Linked DNA regions of Sus scrofa: region 2 is linked to region 1. Evidence: chromatin contacts called from public HiChIP or PLAC-seq data. All regions are on one chromosome and are shown on one strand. Each heading gives the region's core, a stretch centred on a gene start, on an enhancer-like site or on the middle of the called end of the contact. The rest is flanking DNA. Distances are from core to core; before and after follow the strand shown.

Region 1 (3,291 bases), core at 406-2,905:
TAAAGAAAAAAAGTAGGCATCTTATGGTGATTTTGGATATTAGCATTTTTCCGTAAGGTTTTTCAATTTGAAAGTTTATCTTTTGACATTGAGTATTCCTTGGTGGGACTAAAATTTTTGCTGAATAGCTGACAAACCTCTGTAACTTTTAAGTAGGCTGGATAGATATTATTTATTTTTATACCAAGGTGTTTTGAAAGTAGAGAGTTTTGAGAAAGAGCAAATCCTAGCTGTCAAAATGCACAAAAGTAAACATTATGAAAGAATTGCTGAATCACTAATGTAAAGCTGCTTGGTCTATAGAGTAGGTGTTCTCGAATCTTTAAAGATTAACCTGTGATCATTACCTTTCCACTATACTCTATATGTATATGTATGTTTACTTTTTCTGATAAATGTTCTTTTGTCTTTCAATTTTACAGACAAGATATTTATGTATAATGCTCTGTGCAGTTCTTTTGACATCTTAGTAATTCATCTTTCCAATATCATATTAGAATTGGGAACATTTCTGAAAAGATAATGAAACCAAATAGGAGATAAAAGATGAGTTACAGACATTGAAAATATTTCTTATAAATACCCAACATTTATATTTTAAAAAGCAGGCATCAAAAGAGTACATAAATGATATATGACATAAACTTTGTTATAAAAAAACAAATACAAAACGACAAAAATAACCATGAATAGTTACAGAAAAAAGGGATTAGAAGGAAATATACTAACATTTGGCAGGGTTTACCTAAAACGGTATGATAGGAAAGTTTTTATTTTATTCTTTTTTCTTTCTGTGTTTTCTAAAATCTTAATGAGTAATTATATTTATAATAAGGGAAAATGTGTTTTTCAAGGAAAAATATTTCTCATATTTCTGCCTCATAAATAGCATATCCAGATTTTAAACTGATCTGGTTAAGAGTTTTGACTGTCTGCAACCTGTCTTCTAGCTTTACTGAAGCAGCATAAAAATTCTTATGGTGACCCTAGGAATGGGGAGGGCAGATCTCATTCTGTTTTAGTTGAAGTAACTAAAATTAGGTATGAAGCTTTCACAAGCATTAGTTTGCCTGAACTATTAACTCTTGTATACTACAAAAAAACTAGTTAAGATCATCAGCTACAATCACATTTAAGTCCTTATTTAAAATTTTTGCTTTTGATATTTATAATCTATAGCCTTTTACGATGTGAAATTTCTGGCATTTTTGATTAGCAGACCCTAGGAAGTTTGAAAATGACACAAATTATCGACAGTTTTAAACCATATTTAGTATTGTCTGTCTTACATTTGAATAACTTGAAATTAAAATACCTAAAATAAGTTCAAGGTACTTTTATTGTATAGTAATTTTAACATTGTAATGTTAAGATGCTTAACAGCTGTAATGATTTTTTTGTTGCTTTGTCACCTAGAATGGAATAAATAAATGCTGAAATATTGGTGTCTTAATCCGCTTGGCTTCCTAAAAAGGAAATAAAAATGGTAGAGCCAGAAGGAAAATGAATAGTTAATCGTGGAGGAGGAGAAAACCTAGCCGAGTACTTTGACTAGAGGCAGCTGGGGAAGTGACGTCCGTAGCATTTGCTGTTCTAGAAAGTACAGAGACACGTAGTGAAAATGGGAGGATCTAGAAGGAGGCCGTCTCCCGTGTAGTGTATATTTATCTGTAAGTGAGCTGTTGGGGAAGGAATTAAATACGGAGACGCTGCCTGCTTGCCGCTTTAAGACAGCGAAGCTGAATTGCTGATTTGCTTTAACTTTTAAAATACCCAGCTGGGTTTCTTTTTCTTAGAATCATTGTATTGCTGAGACTGGGGACGCTGTTTTCTGTCACAAAGGGAAATCTAAGTTCATTTCAAGGCATTCGAAATGGGGAAAGACTATTATTGCATTTTGGGAATTGAAAAAGGAGCTTCAGATGAAGATATTAAAAAGGCTTACCGAAAACAAGCCCTCAGATTTCATCCGGACAAGAACAAATCTCCTCAGGCGGAGGAAAAATTTAAAGAGGTCGCAGAAGCTTATGAAGTATTGAGTGATCCTAAAAAGAGAGAAATATATGATCAGTTTGGGGAGGAAGGTAAGTATTCACTGTACATCTTTCTGCCTCCGGCGCTCTCGATCTCTCTCTCTCAGCCTTCTGTTATTAAATTCTCTGACATATCAAAAGTAGAAAGACAAATAATGGATAAAAACAAGATTTCACTTCTAATTATATGAATGAATGTTGCATAGCTATGAATGAAATGTGCTTGTTTGCCCTTTTTCAGATTTTGACATTTTGTGATATATATTGCCATTAGATTTATAATGTTAACATGGTTTATTTGAAAAGAAACCTTACATTCTCATACCCATTAAGAAATTGTGTCAAAAGTCTTATGCAACCTGTTTTGTTTTCTAATGAATATTCTGCCAGAACCAATAGAGATTCTTCCATCGTTTAGAATTTTAACATTGGCAGTTCAAATTCTGAATAGTTTATGTTTTATTCACGAAAACAAAAGAAGTTTTCTGCCTTTCTCATGGCAAAGCTAGTTTAGATTAAACAGGACAGAATCGTCTCTCTGAGAAGCAGAAGGCCCAGGCATTTAGCTGTAGTTGTTTTTGGCATTCTGCCTGGAGAGGAAAGAATTTTCCTGATGTCATAAAATACCAGAACAAGTTTTTAGCTTAATTGTAAACAGTAATTGTGTGCCAAGAAAATGAGATCTCAGAAATACAATTTTTGACCTAAAATGGCCACCTAGTTAGAACGATTATTGATTTACTTTTAGGTAACATTATTTCTTTTGAAATTTTACTATCTAAGTAGAGGAAAGCATGATAACTTCCTTTTCCTCTCTCTGCCACAATTTTTTTTTCTCGCATTGTGGGATCAGAACCTAATTGAATACAGTAAATGGGGAGTAATTTAAGATTATTCTTTTATCATTCTGCATTTTAAATTGTCCATCATCTCCATATAAATGTTAGCTATTAAGTAAGGCTATTTAAAATTGCTAATTAATAACAACCAAGGCATTTTAATTTCTCCATGTTCTCTTTTTGTATTCAGGACTAAGTCATGGTGAATTTTTCTCCCCAAATGTTCTTTTTAAAATTATTGTAGTTGTGAAAACTTTGTGATTTTTGGCTTCCTTTATTGCATTTAATGTTAAATTTTCCTTGTTAGAAATGTATCCTAAAATACAGTGAAGGAGTGTCACTGCTTATTTTGATTTAGAAAATTAAATTTAAATAAGCAGGGTGATGTGTAGAGGATTTTTTTCCCCCTCGTTTTGTTT
Region 2 (3,291 bases), core at 354-2,853, 210 kb before region 1:
CCACAGCATGTGGAAATTCCTGGACCAGGTATCAAACCCTTGTCACAGCAGCAACCCAAGCCACCAGCTACAGTGGCAATGCTGGATCCTTAACCCATTGCACCATAAGGGAACTCCTAGTTAGATTTCTTCTAAAATTATTGGGATTTTTAGTTTGTATGGTTACATTTTCTGTAAAGAATAGTATGTATTTGTAATAGCACAACAGCAGGCAAGTCTTAAGCCATAAGTTTGATAAATGTTGTATTTTTGGCTGAAGCAAAGGACTTTGAAATTCTTTTATACTGATGTGTAGGAACAAATTTAGCCCTTAAAAACAAACTAGGAATTTTTGTAGCTTAACAGAATTGCTTTCATATTTCAGATGTGTTCATGCCTCTTTGTAATCTATTTTTTGAACAGAACAAACTCATAATCTTAGGTCTGAAATATTTATTTAGCAAACATTTGATTTCCTAGTATATGTCAAACATGATATAAGGCACTGAAGAGACAAAAATGAAGATTTCATTCTTGCTTTTAGGCAACCCAGAGTCTTATTTTGGAGATAGGCATTAAAAATTTTTGGAGTTCCTGTTGTGGTGCGGCAGTAACGAATTTGACTAGGAACCGTGAGGTTGTGGGTTTGATCCCTGGCCTTGCTCAGTGGGTTAAGGATCTGGCATTGCCATGAACTGTAGTATAAGTCACAGATGTGGCTTGGATCCTGAGTTGCTATCGTGTAGGCTGGCAGCTGTAGCTCCGATTGGACCCCTAGCTTGGGAACCTCCATATGCTGCAGGTGTGGGCCTAAAAAGCAAAAAGCAAAAAGCAAAAAAAAAAAAAAAATTTATACCACAGTGGAGTAAGTGCTGTAATAATCTGTTTAGAAGGTGCTATTGAAACACCAAAGAAAAGTGCGACACTTGGAGAAAGACTGTCCACTAGGAACTTGAGAAAAGGGCATTCCCAGGAGAGGGAACAACATGGGTCAAGGTGTAGAGTGGAGGGAACTAATTCAGGGAACTTTAAGTTGTTTGGTATGTCTTGGGAACACAGCACATGTAGGAGAGTGGTGGGAGGTGAATCTAGAAAGATGGGCAGGAGATAAATCAAGAAAGTCCTTGATTGATTGATTGATTGATTTTTTTTTTTTTTTTTTTTTTTAATGGCTGCTCCTGAGACATATGGAAGTTCCCAGTCCAGGGATCAAATGAGACCTGCAGCTGCAACCTCTGCCACAGCTGCAGCAATACTCAACCCACTGCACCAGGCTGGGGATTGAACCAGTGCCACCGAGATAATGCCAGAGCCTTAACCTGATGTGCCCACAGTGGGAACTCCTGAAGGTCCTTGTTTTATGCTTTTAGGCAAAAGGGAGCCACTGAAAATTATAAGTCATGGTCAAATTTGTGTGTTTGCAGGATCTTGTGAAAGAGTTGACTGGTACAATGTAAATATTTTATACATCTTTATGTTCACTTATGCATAGGATTTCATTGAGACAGTGAGACGTCCTTCAAGAGAAAATTAGGAATTTTTCTAGCTGAGTACTGACTGCACAAATTCTCTGGCAGAGACCGGGAAAAGCTGTAAAGTGGGACCTCCTGACCACTGGAGAGATATTTTTCTTTTCTTTTTGGAAAGCAGCCAGATAGAACATTTAGCAATGAAAGAGCTTGGCAGCAGAAGGAAATAACCTCAACCTATCATCACGAGTCAAATGTCAGACAGCCTGGAGTTGACACTCTATAAGGCCTTGTCCTTTTCCTTTCCTGCAAAATCACTGTGGCCAGAGGATAAACTCCCTGAGGGTTTATTTTTAGGGAGTGACATGAATTACAGGCTTAACTTGTATACTCAGTCCTCTAAATATACAGACAGCAAATTGCAGAACACATGAGAAGTTTGCCCTGTAATTTCCTCTTTTGCATTAAAGCTCATAATCTCAATTTCAAAATGTTTAACAATGCTATAAAATGAGGTCTAACTGGTGTTATATATGCAAGTCAGAGTAAGTTCAGAGATGAAAGCAGTATAATGAAGATTGATGGGGTGCTCCTGCTGCTTACCTTTGTCTTTTTTGTATTTAAGTTGTGTCTTATCTGCTTGGATTTCTAGGTCTAGGACCTACGTTAGCCCGTCCAGGTCCTTTGTATGATTTAGATAAAGGCCCATGTAGCCTCTTGGAAAGGGCACCTTTGGGTTTTTTGTTTTGTTTTGTTTTGTCTTTTTGCCATTTCTTGGGTCACTCCCTCAGCATATAGAGGTTCCCAGGCTAGGGGTCCAGTCGGAGCTGTAGCCGCTGGCCTACACCAGAGTCACAGCACCATGGGATCCAAGCCGCGTCTGCAACCTACACCACAGCTCATGGCAACGTCGGATCCTTAACCCACTGAGCAAGGCCAGGGATTGAACCTGCAACCTCATGGTTCCTAGTTGGATTCGTTAACCACTGAACCACGATGGGAACTCGGGGAGGGCACCTTTGTGATAAGAAAAAGGTTGACCTTCTTTGAGAAAGATGCAAGCCCAGGATGAGGGCTGGAGTCTGCCCCCACTTGTCCCGTTGGCCTTTTGTGTAGTACAGAGTGACCAGCTGTTCTAGTGGCCCCACAGAAGTCTCTATAACTGCAGACCTGCCTTTAATTACTTTTGGCCCTTTGGGTCATCCATTTCTTTCTTCTAAAAAAAGAGTAGAAAATGCTATTACTCCTTTTCTCTTTCCTTCTATTACTCATTTTGTATTGGCAGCTGTATTTCCCAGTTAGGAGTCACAGTTGTTATGTTGGCCAATCATGGCATATAAGAAGTTTTGATAAATAGGGAAAGCCAGAGACAACTGTTGTGGAACTCTCCTTTTGGGTAGTGCCTAGGATCAGGCTGTTTTGAGCATGTACTATTTCACATAGGCAAAAACTGTAAGTTATAACACATCAAGAATTAATGAATCTAGGTAGTTCCCCTGATGGTGCAGCAGGTTAAGGATCTGGCATTGTCACTGCAGCAGCTTGGGTTGCTGCTGTGCCGAAGGTTCCATCGCTAGCCTTGGAACATCTACATGCTATTGTGGGTGGCCAAAAAAAAAAAAAAAAAAAAAAAAAAAAAAATTAGTGACTCAGTAAGGTGGGAAGGAGATAAATTATGAAGATAACCTTCCTTTTGTTTCAGTGATTTCATTGAGGGAAAATATCATCTGTTAGCTCACTTAGTTCTTTTGATTCCTGAAACTTTTTTTTCTGGTTTTATTTAGCTGTAATTGACATATAGCCCTGTTTAAGCTTTTTTTTTTTTTTTTTTTTTTTTTTTTTT

What was found. HiChIP or PLAC-seq counts read pairs in DNA pulled down with a chosen protein or histone mark.
Region 2: a contact with region 1 is called in an H3K27ac HiChIP or PLAC-seq map of skeletal muscle. The contact joins two enhancer-like sites. A contact is called at or near these places in 1 of 47 Hi-C or Micro-C datasets (skeletal muscle) and 2 of 2 datasets of contacts at active chromatin or transcription factors (alveolar macrophages and skeletal muscle).

What each region holds. Positions count from the first base shown.
Region 1 is chr6:135,253,800-135,257,090 of Sscrofa11.1, reverse strand. All of the region lies in intron 1 of DNAJB4 (dnaJ homolog subfamily B member 4), which reads left to right. Among named protein-coding and RNA genes, the nearest start is that of DNAJB4, 26 kb to the left of the region's middle. Within about 2 kb of position 1,655, at least 67 of the 83 cell types and tissues checked have an H3K27ac peak or open chromatin away from gene starts, as enhancers often do. A contact at or near this core is called in alveolar macrophages and skeletal muscle, where this site is marked.
Region 2 is chr6:135,464,578-135,467,868 of Sscrofa11.1, reverse strand. All of the region lies in intron 7 of MIGA1 (mitoguardin 1), which reads left to right. Among named protein-coding and RNA genes, the nearest start is that of MIGA1, 46 kb to the left of the region's middle. Within about 2 kb of position 1,603, at least 14 of the 83 cell types and tissues checked have an H3K27ac peak or open chromatin away from gene starts, as enhancers often do. A contact at or near this core is called in alveolar macrophages and skeletal muscle, where this site is marked.